Linked DNA regions of Oryctolagus cuniculus: region 2 is linked to region 1. The links are chromatin contacts, called in public Hi-C maps. All regions are on one chromosome and are shown on one strand. The core of a region is the stretch at or near the end of the contact, and the rest is flanking DNA. Distances in the headings are between cores, read along the strand shown.

Evidence for each region. Hi-C and Micro-C count contacts between places; a contact is called where the count stands out from the background.
Region 2: a Hi-C map of skin fibroblasts shows a contact between it and region 1, with 2.0 times the contacts expected there. The contact joins the promoter of NR4A3 here to the enhancer-like site in region 1. A contact is called at or near these places in 2 of 6 Hi-C or Micro-C datasets (psoas muscle and skin fibroblasts).

The regions. Positions count from the first base shown.
Region 1 is chr1:202,988,729-202,996,184 of mOryCun1.1, reverse strand. No RefSeq gene overlaps it. Among named protein-coding and RNA genes, the nearest start is that of SEC61B, 120 kb to the right of the region's middle. Within about 2 kb of position 2,889, at least 4 of the 8 cell types and tissues checked have an H3K27ac peak or open chromatin away from gene starts, as enhancers often do.
Region 2 is chr1:203,478,274-203,485,729 of mOryCun1.1, reverse strand. NR4A3 (nuclear receptor subfamily 4 group A member 3) reads right to left here and starts at 2,729. Exons shown (of 9, transcript XM_017349418.3): 1 at 2,176-2,729. It overlaps LOC103349472 (a long non-coding RNA gene), which reads left to right and starts at 4,598. Exons shown (of 9, transcript XR_011381209.1): 1 at 4,598-4,701.

The sequences.
Region 1 (7,456 bases), core at 1,640-4,139:
CACGAAGTCCTTTCTGTGATCATTGTCCCACCAGCAGGGCCCCATGGCTCCACCCCAACCCATAATCTGGATCCCTCTCCTGCAGGCTTCCAGCCACTGTCAAGGTTGCAACTGAGGACAGCGCACAACACGTGGCTTCTGAAGGGAACAGATAAGAGGGTGCGTGGCTTGCTTATCCCTTGGGTGACCCCGAAGTTTTCATTTATTGCAACCCCATTGTGAGGTTCTAAGTGAATAGAAATGTAATCTGACTATGGTGTTCAGAGGTGGGGCTTTGGAAATCGATTAGGAGTACATGAGTGGCCAGTGTTGTGGTGCAGCGGGTTAACGCCCTGGCCTGAAGCGCCAGCATCCCATATGGTTCTAGTCCCTGCTGCTCCAGTTCCGATCCAGCTCTCGGCTCTGGCCTAGGAAAGCAGTAGAAGATGGCCCAAATCCTTGGTCCCCTGCACCCACATGGGACACCTGGCTCCTGGCTTTGGATTGGCGCAGCTCCAGCTGTTGTGGCCAATTGAGGAGTGAACCATCAGATGGAAGACCCCTCTCTCTCTCTCTCTCTCTCTCTCTCTCACTCTGCATCTCCTCTCTCTGTGTAACTCTGATTTTCGAATAAATAAATCTTAAAAAAAAAAAACAAAAAAACAGAGTACATGAAGTCATGGGGTCACTGGGGAAGGGTACTCATGATTAAATCCTGGTGACTTTACTGCAGAGGGAAGGAAATGCACAGACAGATACATAGATGGGCACCCTCCCTGCGTCTCAGGAGGCAGACACACAGACACACAGACACAGACACACAGACAGGGGGGCTCCCTACGTCTCACTATGTGATGCTCTGTGCCCACCTCAGGACTCCACCACCAGACGCTGCCCCTAGATCTTGCACCTCCAGAACCTTAAGCCAAAACAAATGTCTTTTCTTTGAAAAGTAGCCTGTCCCTGTAAGTTCCTTTTAGTGATGAAAAACGGACAGGCAGAGAGCAGAACAAGTGCAGAGGAAGGAGGTGGGCACACAGCGGGGAGAGTCCTGTGGCTGCGCCTGGGGGGGTTGGTAGCAGAGTAAGGGAAAGGGAAGGAAGGCAGCCCCTGTGTGGGGGAGGCCCGAGCTCGCGAGAGGAGAAGGGGGCTTTCCCACTGTGGGCACTTTCAACAGTAGGGAGGGCTGTGCTGCTGGGAGCTGTGCGGTGACCCTGACCCTGAGGAGTAGGCATTTCTTCTTCGGGGCTCAGGGGACAGCCCCCCTTTCCTCCACTAGCCAAGGGCTTGCATTTCTCCTTGGCATGCTCTCCAGGGTCACTGGTCCCTCGCGTGATTCTGTGGAGCGTGATTCTCACCTGCTCAGCAGGGCAGCAGGGGTCGTGGGCTCAGAGCACAGGGGCCTGGCCCAGGGTGGATGCTCAGTGTCCAGCCATGGGCACTGTGGCGGCGAGGGAATCACGGTGTCAGTGGCTGCTTGTATGATGGGGTTTCTAAAAATACGCCCCATCCTGCTGCTCACGGGGCACCAGCCCAGTCCTCCTGAGTGCCAGGCAGGCAGCACAGGCGTGAGTGATCTGCTCCCTCCCCCTCCCCACCACCTTCCCTGCAGTCCAGGTCATAGTCTATTCTCACCCTAGCTACTCCACGAGCCACCTGCCAGCTCCTCCTTCTCCACGTGGATCTTCAAGGGTTGCTGCAAAACCCAGGAGCCTGCTAAGAGCCTGTACTTTAACCAAAGCCCACTCTCCCATCCATTCGATCACTCAGTCAGTCACTCAACATGCACCCAACACCCATTCAGCACACTGATGACTAGGCCAGGCTTTAGAAGCTGCTGCAGGTTGGGGGAAAGAAGCAAGATGCAAGAATACACATTATGTGAATTCATGGTGCTCAAGAACACGTGAATCTAGTCTGGAAGCCCGCAGCGTGGTGGCTCCTTGGAGGCAGAGGGCTGCCATTGGCCGGGAAAGAGCATGTTGAGTTTCTTGGGGCCTGGAAATGGTCCTATCTTGACTGGAGTCGCAGTCTCAGGAGGCATACATGTACACAGAACATAAAAATGTACTGAGCTGTGCACTTAAGAGTTGCACCTTTATATATCTTATACCTCAACCGTTCTCTTAAATTTATATAAGGCGTGATTCTGGTTTTCCTTTTGAGAGCTATATACATATCCATGACTCAAGAACAGATGAGAAAACTACATCAACATTTTAGCAGCGCTTCTCTCCGATTGGTGAGATCATGATGAATTTTTAATCTCCTTCTTTATACTTTTCTGGATGTCCCAAATATTCTACACTGAATATATCTTGCTTACATAATGAGATGAGATATATTAAATGTTATTTTGAAAGCAGGAGCCCTAGAGGTGAAAGACTGGGCAGGCACGAGGCAGGTGGCTCTCTTCCCGGAGGGGACAGAGCTGCTCACGAGCTTTTGTCCTCTTGGACAGCAAGGACACTGGCTTAGGAGTCCTGTTCTAGGTCTGTAGGATTTGGGCACAGCTAAATAAAGCTCTTGGCCCCCGGGGACTGGGAGGTGGGGGCTGCGGGAAGAGCTCTGGGCTTTCCTCCGCAGAGGCCTGTCCGGTTTGTCATCACCCCGGCAGCAGCACTGCCGTCACAGGGCCCTGAGCCTCAGCCTGCCTGGAGGTTTCTCCCAGGATGAGATGACTGGGGTGGGGGGAGGGGGCATCCCTTCAGCAAGGACCAGCTCCAGCGTGCCCTGCGGGGCCCAGTGAGGCGGGGTAGCTGATGACGAAGTATTACAAAGGAAACCAAAACAAACCAAAAACAGATGAAACCCCGGGACCCTAAGAAGCGCAGGGAATGGAGCAGGCAGGAATGGCCCTGGGTCTCGGTTTTCTCACTGGGAAATGGGACTGCTGTGAGGTTCGCATACCAGTGAGCAAAGTGCCGAGGCTGGGGGGCTGGTTCTGTGTTGCGATTTTGATGACATCTGGCGAGTGGAGTGGGTCGCATGGCTGGCTCCCTGGCCTGGTGCCCCTCTCTCTGGGCTACCACAGCCTGTACATAGCAGGGGCCGGGGTGGGTAGACCTCCGCATGTGTCTGAAACCTGATGTCTGCTTTGGCAGTGCCAGGGTGGTCATGTGATGAGCACAAATGCAGTTTGATTTCCAAGCTGGATCCTAAAAACGCTTCCCTCTGCCCTCCACCTCCCTCTCCTGCCCCCGGCACCAGGGCTCCCACGGAGGAGTCATGTGAGGGCTTCTCAGATTGAGCCACGGAAGGAGCAGGGGCCAACTCTGCCCTGTGACACATACACAGCCTCCCATGGTCACATGGCCTCCAGCTGCCACCCCGGCCTGTTGCCTCGCCTTGGCAGCTTCCTGAGCTGACTCGTCCCTCCAGGCTGCAGCTTGGCAAACAGCAGGATGGAGGGACAGAGGGTACAGGGCCAACAGGCTTGGACAGCTCCGGTCCCAGCTGACCTCTAGTGGGAGGCTAGCCAGGAGTCCCCTGGACACGGTATGGTGTGTCCTACAGGGAATTAGCTGCCTTCCTGACCTCATGCGGCAGTGGATGGAGCTGTTGGCAGCTGGGCCCCTACAGCCAGCCAGGACGAGGGCCCCCAGGAGCAGAAAGCATAAGCTCTAGGTGCTGAGAGAGGCGGTGCAGAGAGCCAAGTGCACGTCCAGTGTCTCTTGTACAAAAGCTGGAAGCGGGAGGTTGCCAGGCCTTAGAGAGAGGAAAAAAAACGAATATAAGAGGGCCATCTCCATACGTACTCAGAAGTCAGCAATGCACCCTTCTCAACCAGGGGCTCCTTTGCCACCCAGGGGATACTTGGCAGAGTTTGGAGACACCTTTGATTGTCAACATTTGGCAAGGGAGGGAGGAGGCGGGGAGAGTGGGTTGCATGTTACTGGCATCTAGTGGACAGAGGCCAGGGATGCTGCTGTTGACCCCCCTACAGTGCGCAGGTATGCCCCTCCCCCTCCACCCTGCAACAAAGCATTATCTACCCCGGATGTTGGTGATGCCTCTGTTGAGAGACGTTGGTCCAGAGAAAAATCAGTTGTCCTGGGGAAGATTGGAAGAATGTCCCATGAATTAACCCACTGTCACTCCCAGGCTTGGGACCCTTCTGCTACTGTCCAAGAACCGTGCACAAAGGTTTCTTCCATGGTCCAGCCCTGCCTTACCTTGGCTAACCCTCAGCCTCATCTCTTTCCGGGTTCTGGTCACACCAAACCATTCGCGGTGTCCCACATACTCCAGGCCCTTACCCTTGGGGAAGGGAGTTCCGCAGCCTGTCTGGAATGTTCTCCCACTCTGTCTGGTAACCATGCACCTCCCCTTCTGGGTCCAACAGCCTCCTCTCATTGCAGGCCCCCAAAAGATTATTCAGTGCCATTTGTTCTGTGCTCAGGTATTCATAGGATTTTTTTTATTGGCTTAGTTGAAATATAATTGACCTACAAGAAACTGCACATCCTGAAATTGTAGTTTGATTACTGGTGACCTGTGTGTAGGCCTGTGAAAGCGTCGCCATGACTGAGAGGGTGAGGACAGCTCCAGCTCCTAGAAGCTTCCTTGCACTCCTGATGATGCATTCTTCTCACCCTGTTTTGCTCCCTGCAGGCGACCGCGCGGCCAACTCCATTGTTGCACGTGAATTTGCATTTTGTGGACCTTACATAACTGGAAGTGTGTGTCATTTCTGTCTGCCTTCTTTTATTCAACATAACTCTTCTGAGATTCAGAGCGTACTGTTGCATGTACCAAAAGTTTATTCCTTCTTATTGCTGAGTAGTGTATAGATATTCCACTATCCGTTCACCCACTCCTCCATGGACGGACATTCGGGTGGTTTCCAGTTTGGGGCTAACCCACGTACAGATGCCATAAGTACTTGTATGTAAGTCTTTCTGTGAACGTTTGTTTTCAATTTGGGGGTAAATGTCTAAGAGGAGAAGAGCTGGATCACATGATTAATATAGGTTTAGTTTTTCTAAGAAACTACCAAACTGATTCCTTTAAAAGGTAGTTTATTTGGAAGACAGAATGACACAGATAGAGGTAGAGACAAAGGGAAAGAGAGAGAAATCTTCTATCTGCTGGTTCATTCCGCAAATGGCTACAGCAGCCAGGTCTAAGCCAGGAGCCTGGAACTCCATCTGGGTCTCCCACCTGGGTGGCAGGGCCCAAACACTTGCGCCGTCACCTGCTGCCTTCCCAGGCACACGCACAGGAAGGTGGACCTGAAGCAGGGTAGCTGGGATTCAACCCAGTGCTCCAGGAGGGCTGACCAGTGTCGCAAGCAGCAACTTAACCCACTGCAGCACAGACGCCGACCCCAGGACACGCACACTCTCTTCTGAAGCCATCGTTCCATTTTCCGTTCTCACCAGCAGTGCGGGAACATTTCACTTCCTCCACTCCTCAGCAACACCAGGTATAGTCAGTATTTAATTTTAGCCATTGTAGTGGGTATGTGCTGGTTTCTTATCATGGTTTTCATTTGCATTTATCTAATGACTAATGATCTTGAGGATCTTGCCACGTGTCTATTTGTCATTCATATATCTTCACTGGTAAAATACTTTTCAGAGAGTTTTGAAAGAATGCTGTGTATGTTTTCACATCAAATGAACGAAAGCCAGTAACTATAAGCGTGGTCTTTGGAATCCATCAGACTGGCTTCCCTCCCTGGCCTGGCCACTTGCTGTGCAATATAAGACAGGTAGTTTACCCTTCTGAACTTCATTTTCTTCTCGTATAAAAGGAGGCTATAGCCTTGACCTTGAGTTGAGATCAAATACTTAATCCCTTAAAAGTACTTAACTCAAGGCATATAAGATACTTCTCAATAAATGCTGTTATAACTATTAAACATCCTCTGTTGGTCTGATTTAAATAGCAGCAAGCAAGATCCTGCCGTAGCTCAGAAATAAATCTCTCTGGGAATTAAGCAGTGTCCACGTCCAGGAAGTAGATATATGTCATTTTTTGCCCCTAGGCATCTGATGAATGGAATTGAGTACAAATCTGTGATGTCAGAGCCAAGAGTCCTTAGAGATAATGAAAGCGACCCGAGTGCTAGCCCAGGTCCTGCAGCCGGCGGAGCCTGTGACAAGAACTACAGCGGTGGGGCTCTGCCGGGGTGGCGTGCAGTATCTGTGGTCAGGGTGGGGAAAACACTGGGAAGCGTGTGTGTGAGGGGGGAGGGGGGTATTGTGCAAGTCACCACCACACGCACACCCTGCAGCCAAAGAGACGCAGCAGGGACCCGCAGCGCTGCCTGCTCAGCACCTGCGCATGCCCTGAAAGGCTCCCGGAGAAGAGCCCACTTCACAGAGCCTAGGGGGAGAACACAGAGGACACGGGCCTGACCGCTTGCCCCCCATGGCCATGGGTCTCTCCTTCCCCCTGGGGCGCCTCGTCCAGGGCCCATGTCTCACACGGTGACATTGCACGGAAGCTCAGAAGTCAGTGGGCAGCTTCGTGCAGGTGAGGTGCCCACTCAGTGGCTCAAAAGCAGAGGGCACACAAGACTCACATCCTGTCTTAGGCCGGTCCCCAGGAAGCAGACTCTGGCTCAGACGTTCAGGTGCAAGGGGTTTGGGGGGGAAGAGATTCAAGGAAGCTCTGGTAGGGAGACAGGGAGGAGAGGCAGGGAAGGCAAGGCAAGGGAAGGAAGCTGCTGGTGGGGAGAGGGATCTGGACCTCAGTCCCACTGGGTATTTTTGGGAGATAGTAAGAAACACATTTGCGGATTTTCCCACCATAACTTCCACCTCCCCTCCCTCAAGCTGTGGGCAGCAGGGACTTTTGGCATACCCTGGAATGGTGAGCGCCGCATCTGTTACATCAGGGGTCAGCAAATTCTTCTTAAAGGGCCAGAGAGTAAATATTTTAGATTTGTGGCCCATGTGGTTTCCATTGCAACGGGTCGGCTCTGCGTTGCAGCCCAGCCACAGGCAATGCATAAACAAGTGGGCATGGCTATGTCCCAAAACCATGTATTTGCAAAACAGGCAGCCACCCGAGAATCCTCTCGGGATTCCGGCATTGCTTCTCATACACGCATGACGCATCCCATTCTGCAGATGGAGACTCTGAGGCCCAGCAGAGAAGGCACCTGGTCGCAGAAACAGCCAGAAGCGTACCTCCTGACTTTGTGCCCAGTATTTTCTCCACCCTTCTCGCTGCCAGTTTAAAGGGGCCTTTGTGTGTGTGCGTAGAAGGGAACTAGAGGCTAAAACTAGACCAAAAAGTATCTGTGCAACCCACAGTTCTTACACAGCAGTGGTCGCTTTCCTCTTGGTGGTTAGACTGGCTCCGGGGACTGCATTCTTGCCATCTCTGAGAATTGCTCAGAGCTGCTTCCTCTTCGAGCGTCAGCGAGCGGGCTGGCTCTGGAGGCCTCCCCCGGGCCAGGCCCTCTTCCATCAGCCTCTGCCGGCTGCCTTGGCAGAGCCTCCTCCACCGTGGCCACAGAGCG
Region 2 (7,456 bases), core at 1,480-3,979, 490 kb before region 1:
CCTCCTGCCACCCTCGATGGCCAGACTTTGCGTGCAGGGACAGAGAAAGGGGCTCGGAGTCCCCGGGTGCGGGAAAACCTTGAGGGCTAAGAAACGGGGGGATTCCCTCGCCATCCCCTGCCTGAGCCGCTCCGACGGGAAGCTTGAGCTCCCTGGAGCGCAGGCCCTGGAGGATCTTTCCACGGCCGCAGCGCGTGCTTCCCGTCCCCGCGCAGCTTCAGTAGGGGTCTCTGGCTGTCCCCGCCCCCTACTCCAGTGGGTGCTCGCATTCCCGCCCCTGCCTGGGGAGCCCTCTGAATTCCGGGCGGCTGAGGGCCGCCGCGCCTCCCCAAGGAAGGGGTTCCTCTCGCGCGCCCAGCGGCGGCGGCGGCGGCAGAGTCCAGGCGTCTCCCAGACATCCCGGCCCGGGCGCCCCTCGGTTCCCTCCGCCCCGCAAACGGCCGGTTACCTAGGCGTAGGGCTCGGCGCCTGGAAACACGTTCCGCGGCTCGCGCTCACGGCAGCCGGCCGGGACCTGAGGCTCGGGGTTATAAATTAGGAAGCAGTAACTACATCCGTCAAAGCCCCTTTCTCTCTCGTGGGCGGACGAAAGGAACACCCCCGTGTTCCCCTCCCTGGGGTGAAGTGTGTGGAGGAAACCGTGAAACGCACCATTGTGACCGGGGCTCTTCCGCGGAGTTTCCAACCCCGGGGAGCGGGGGCGGAGGCTGGGCGGGGGCAAGGGGAGTGGAGGAGACAACGACAGAAAGGGAAAGATTCTCAGAAAGACCGAGGGAACCCAGCCGCGGCGCGGGGGAGGGTTTCTGCGAGCGCACGGTCCCGGGGATCTGCCTGGGGTGCGGGGAGAGGGACCGGGCGGAGGGGGAGGTCGCTGGGGCCCAAGGAGTCTTTGACAGCCACATGACGAACGTCTTGTTCGGCTGCAATAACTAGAATAAAGTGATTTCATTCATTGTGCCCAGGCTCCGAGACGCACAGCTTTTCTTCCCCCCGTCTCGATTCTGTAATACACTCCCCCGTCGTGGGAAAAGGAGCCCCAGGACTTGGGTTCGCGGGGGGATCGGGTGCAGGCGCCCGCGGACCTCCCCGGCACCCTCGCGCCGGGGGCTAACGCTCCGGATTCCTGCTCCCCGAACTCCGTGCAGCTCTTCCCTCCGGAGAGCCCAGACACACGAATAAAAAGGCAATCTCCAAGAACATCTCTCGGGAATCAAGGGGGGCAAACGGCCCTCCTCCTTCGCCCGGTCCCAGGGCTCCCAGCAGGTCCCAGCGGTGCCCGCGGCGGTCGATCGTCGCGGGCCGCGCTCGCCTCTCTGCGCTCCCTCTCGGCTGCCGACAACTTTCATTTCTACTAAGTAAGGCGCTCGGAGCAACTTCTCCAAAAGCGCGAGCTCAGGCAGTGACCCGGGAGCATGGCTTTCCCGCACCGCGCCTGGCCCAGAGGAGAGGCTCCAGGTCCCCACGCGTGTCGGGGCCCGGGAGCCGACAATTACTCCCGATTACCTCCAAAGCGCAAAGTGTAAGCCGGCAAGCCGGGCGACGCCAGGCAGACGTGCCCAGCGGAGCCCCAGGCTCATTTCAATACAATAAGCCACATTCCTACAATTACGTCCTTTCCTGAGATCTCCGGGCGCCTATGCAAACTCGGGCGGCCCTTTCCCTCCCAGGCTTGCTCCCTGCCAGCCCAGCCAACTCGGTACCACCGTTCGGTTCGTCAGCTTGGACCCGCCAGAGCCCCTATTTCCGATTCTACTAAAAAGGCAGGAAAATTACTGCCGTTCATCACCGGAGCTGCAACTCCCCGCCGCCGCCGCCGCCGCCGCCGCCGAGAGCATCATTACCATGACAACTAGAGCGAAATACCCTGAATTACAGCTCTGGGGCTGCTGCTGCACAAATCCCGGTTCTCCTCTTTGTTAGAGGCTTTTCGCCTCTCGGGGTGGGGAGAGGAATCCCACTCGCTCCGGAGATCCCCGCGGGCCCGCTCCCGAGGAAAAGTTTCAGATCAGAACCCACGGGCCGCTCGCCTCGCGAAGCCGGAGCCCGGAGGCGGCGGGGTTTGGTTGAAGGGGGGGAAGACCCCACGCTCAAAGTTGTCAATTTCAGGAGCCAAGCTCCCCAGCGCGCCAACTTTTTAGCAAGTCCCCCTATTAACCGGGCGAATCTTATACATACTTGAGTGCTGTGGCGGTTCCGTCTTTAGAGCGAGTTTCTAGAGAGCTGCCCCGAAATCTGCACTTGGGTGGGAGTCGCAGCTGCTGTCCCGGAAGGGCTGCGGTGTACAAGCCCCGCGGCTCCCGGAGGCGGCGAGCGGCTGGCGGGGGATGCTGCGACCCCGACTCATGGGAGAGCGGCGCCGAGAGGTTCTGCGGGCGTCCTGGCTCCGGCCGCGACCGCAGGGCAGGATGCAGCCGTCGTGCCCACCTCCACGGCCACCGCCGGCGCTGTCAGCGTCGCCAAGGGAGCCGGGCAGGAGCGTCCGGCTGCGGCGCGGCGCGGCCCCGGCAAGGGCGCAGGGCGCGAGGGGTGTGAGCGCGCGGGCGAGAAGGGAGCGTGTGTGCGGAGCGTGTGTGCGCGCGTGTGTCTGTGCGTGCGAGTGAGGGAGCGGGTGTGAGCGTGTCTGTGTATGGGGAGCGGAGGAGGAGCAGGCGCTGGAGGGGTTGGGGGCGGGAGGCAGGAGACTCCGCTCTCCCGGCTGCGCGTTCGCTCGCTCTCCCGGCACGTCATTTATGCCACAGGAGCCCTAGCGGCCTCTCCATAGAGTGCCTGGAATGCGAGACGTCAATGTGACGCCATGGGACGCTACGTCACCCTCCTCCTCCTCCCTCCCCTGGCCCAGCCGGTTCCGCGTGTGCGAGGGAGGGTGTGTGTGTGTGTGTGTGCGCGCGCGCGCGGGTGAGTGATCTGGAGCGCGCGCGCGCGTTCCCCTGCCCAGGAGCGTGGCGGCACAATGGAAAACTGTGCCCTGGCCGAGGGGGGGCCTCTGGGACCCGCGCTGCCAACCCCTGAGCAGCGGCACAGCTCGCCGGAGCGCGCGTCTGCGGGAGGGTGCAGCGGCCCGCCCGCGGGTCAGGCGGCACCGCCCAGCTGTCAGGCTCGGGTGGAGTAGCGCTGGAGGAGTGCTGCTGGCTCGCCTCCGAGGCTGCCCCGAGGCTGCGAGCCAGGGCCGGGGGGTAAGGGAGAGGACAGCTCTTCCGAGAGGGAAGGCTGCGCCAGCCAGCTTCTCCGAGTGACCTGGCAGGCGGTGCAGCAGGAGTCTGGCACCAGCCCGAAGACTCCCGGAGGTGCAGCTGCGCTTTCCTCCTGCCACGGCGCTGGAGCTGTTTACTTAGCCCTGGCCCTGTGCGCTTAGGCTGACTCCCCTCCTCCGCCCAGCAGCTTCTGGGTGCGTGTTTCGCACGAGGATGCAGCTGGCTCGCGGATGAGGTTTGACTTCTTTACACTCAGGGTCTGGGTTTCCCGACCGGACACACTATAACCCAGCCGGGCGCACATCCATCGTCCACGCGCACGGAACCACCGGAGGTGTGCAAAAACAAACACACACGTGCTGAACAGCTGAGCGGGGTTGGCTGTTGTAAACCCTCGCTCATCCCCAGCACGCGGTCGGCGTGGAACTCTGCACTTTCACTTTTTGATGTCTGTAGAGCCCCCCCCTCGCCCATCTCCCAGATGAAGCATTTCGAAATCAGCCCGCAGGATTGATGAGTCAGTGGCCCTCGCTAGGGGATTTGCTGTGGTCTTGGGAGGTTGTGCCCAAAGCCTGGGTGACCCTGTGAGGGGCAGCAGTTTCTTCTTGGAAACGATGCATTTCAGTGTGAGTGGCTGAAAATCAAAACAGAAAATGCATCGGAGTTCCAGATGCTGAGTTCCAGAGGATGCTGCTTGAGTGACAGCAACCCCTTTCAGAAATGAATTTTGGAGGAGAAAACATTTGACCGTAACAGCGCTGACATACGTGGTCCCCAAGTGGTCCAGTGGCTTCGGGCGTGACTATTTATTTGACCTGTCCCTATGTTTTTTTTTTTTTTTAAATGTGTGTGGGGAGCAGTACCGAAGAAGTTTCGAGGTGGGACCAGAACCTTGCAAACCAAACTACGAATAAATATGTACGGCATGGGTAATGTGCAGACCGTGGGAGGATGCTGCCAAAGCTGACCCAGCCGAGAGGAACCGAGCCTCTGCAGCGCTGCGGAGTTCAATCTAGTCTCCGAAGCAAGGAGGGCGCTGCTACATTGTATCCATTCAAAGGCTGGCGGCGGGAGGGGGGCGGGGAGCGGGACCTGGAGCCGCGCGGCGCTGACGCACGCGAGGCGCGTGATTGACGCAGGCGATGTTACTAAATTCGGCGGTTGGCCGGGCCCCGCCGCCGGCGCGCGCCGCAGATAGCGGAGTAGGTTCCCCTCGGTCACCCCCGCCCCTTCTCCATTCAGCGCCACGAGGGGCGGGGCGGGGCGCGCGGGGCGGGGCCGGGCCGGGCGGGGCGGGGCGCGCGCGCGGCCGCGCCGGGATCCGGCCGAACCAAATATAGTGGGGCCTGGCTATTTTTAGCCGGGCCTCGGGCGCGAGCGCGCCGCGTGAGGGGGCGCGCTGACCCCGCCGACAGCGCGGAGGGGGCGGGGGCGAGTCGCCATCTTGGACTCGGTTCGACCCCGTCAGGTGACCCGCGACTTGGGGCCGGGCTCGGCGCTGGGGGTCGGGGTGAGTGGGAGTGAGGCGTGGGAGAGAGAGGGGCGGGGGGCGGGGGCGCGGGCGGCACTGTCGGTCCCGCGCGGGCTGTGAAGAGGGAGCGGGGCGAGGCGAGGCGAGGCGAGGCTCGCGGGCGGCGCGGGCGACCGGCCGGGCGGCGCGGCTCGCGGGACACGCACGCGCACGCGCCTCGGAGGGCCGGCGATGCCCGCCAAGCCGCCCGCCCTCAGCGGGCCGGACGGTCCTGCCGCGCCTGTGCCCCGCCAGCCCGGAGTCGCGTGGAGGCGGAGCCGCCCGCGGCCGCCACTTCCTGAGAGCCGGGGATACCCCTCCCGGACGTCACGGAGGAGCCGGGGCGGCGGTGGCGGCCCGGGGCTCATCCTGCACTTGCATCACGGGTGCAGCAGCAGCTGCTCTGCTCCTTTGTGGCTTTTTCCCCTGTTGAGTAACTGCTTTGTTAACTGAAAATACCATGACGGGCCAGTGTGATCACCAGCTCCAGACCTCAAAGAAAGTGAAGCTGTGAGGCAAGAGGGAGACTCCCCCAGCCGGCTGCGATGGTATCTGGTGGGTGGGTGTGTAGAGAAGCAGTTGACAGTTTCCACGTATTACTTCTTGCCTAACTCTTCACCCTCAAGAAGGTTTAAAAATACTTTTATTTCCATGCTGCGAAAATTTCATCTGTGTTCTGCACCCCACCCATTCTCCCTTCGGTTTAAGATCTTATGCAGAATTGGAATCACTATAAGCAGACACCCTAAAATTAGGTGCAGTTTTTAGGAAACGTGACATCTTACAGCGGATTTATTGAATAAACTGCGTCTTCCTAATATAAGAGGTCCTTGCCCACTTGGAGTTGTGGAAAGCTTCTGACCGAGATTGTTCTTATGAATTGGGCTTCTTCAGTGGCAGTTTGCAAGCAGCAGAGTCCTTGTTTATCTTAAATTCTTTTAAGGAGGGATTGATCGCTGGCTAGGAGCGGGTGTCTTCCGGACCGCTGTGCTCCCCCGCCTCCTCCTGCCCGTCCCAGATCTCTTCCTTCCTGAGTGTTGGCCCCAGTCTGCTCCCTGACTGGCCCGGCAGGCTGAGGGCTGTTGTCTGGCCGGGCCAGTCCACTGCGCCTGGCACGGTCCCCTGGGTAGGAGGCTGGACTCACTATTGGAGAAGTTCAGTGGTCTCTGATGAGTGGCAGCTTTTCCACGTTCAAATGGAAGGTCCTAGAAACAGCCAAGGCGCTCTCCTGCAAACTGGGACATCCTCTGCCTAGTTTTAGGTCCCTAAGCACATGTAACTCTTCATGTGACCCAAACAGAATTGGTTTTTCTCTGATTTTCTTTTCCAAGTAATGTGTATTTTCTATATCTTTTTCAGAAGTCTGCTTTACTAGAAAGCAGGCATAATATTCTGTCAGACATGAAATATGATAGTTTCAGTAATCCAAATTACCTTTTTGATGACTTTTTTCCTGCTACTTTACAGTTGTCTCCTCTTTTGGGAAGTCAGATGGAATAAGACTACCTTAACGTGTGAAATGTTGAGTACTTCTCTGGTTCAGTTCTTTTTCTAGAAGAGCGGCATTCATGCATTGCTTATTTTACACACACGAAGTAAAGGAAGCAGTTAGTTTCTGCTTTCATGATACTCTTGGTAGCCAATCTGTTTAAAACTTTATAAAGTAACTTAAAAATTTACTAATAATTCTTTAATTTCATTTTGGATTTGTAGGCCTAATCTGCCTATAAGAAAGCACTCTTTATCTGGGAAAGTGAAAAGTGAAATCCGTGGTATGTGTCATAAAACAATCATTTTAACAAAGTGGGATTTAAAAATTGCTTTAAATGCTCTTATGATGAAGCACTGACATACAGTCTTGTTGTTTTTGCCAGTATGTAAAGAATGTGATGAGTCTTATTAATGCCAAGATTAGATGAGGAAAGGTGAAATAAAAATTTCAAGCCAGAAGTTGTTACCTAATGTGAAAATAGAAAGGAAAAGTGAAACAATTCTAGAATCAGTATAGAAATTCTATGTTGTACTTAAGGTGCACATATAAAATTTAGTGACTTCAGCTGATGTTGAGTTGTATACTTAAGATGTAACCTAGCTCAGGAATCTGGGCTTTTGTAGTAATTTTCTATCCGATCTGCCTGCAATACCATCCCTTCCTTATCAAGTCCATCATGCCAGGTTAATGTTCCTAGAATGGAGTTTTTGTTGTATCACTCTCTGCCTCAAAAGTCCTCAGCAGCTTGATTTTGTCTCCACAACAAAACCCCAGAGCCTCTTGAATTTCCACTGAATTTCCCTATCCTACTCAAACTGGTATCCTCACTGTTCTTCAGACATCATTCCAACCTTCCACATTGGTTTATAGTTTTCCTTTCTATAGCATCTTTTCCCCATTCTCCGCTTACTGAAATATCTTAACCCTTCCCCTAAAGCTAACTCAAGAAGTGATCTCAGATTATGTTTTGGTTGTTCTTGTTTTGCTTGTTTATGTACTTTTGTGCCTATAGCCTATTCCCCTGTCAAGCCTTAAACTTCAAAAGCCTGCCTCACACATTGTTGAAGTTTCTTTAGCATCCAAGAATGTTTAATTCCAGTAGTAAATATCTATGAGATATTGTCTCACCTAATTCGAATCTGAATAGAGAGCAGCCATAATAGAAGTAACAAATTGTGTGGATTAGGATATTCTTGGCAGAAATGGATTTATATGAGATCATGCATTAGTTGTTTTCTTTACTTGAACTTTTGTTACTCTTGA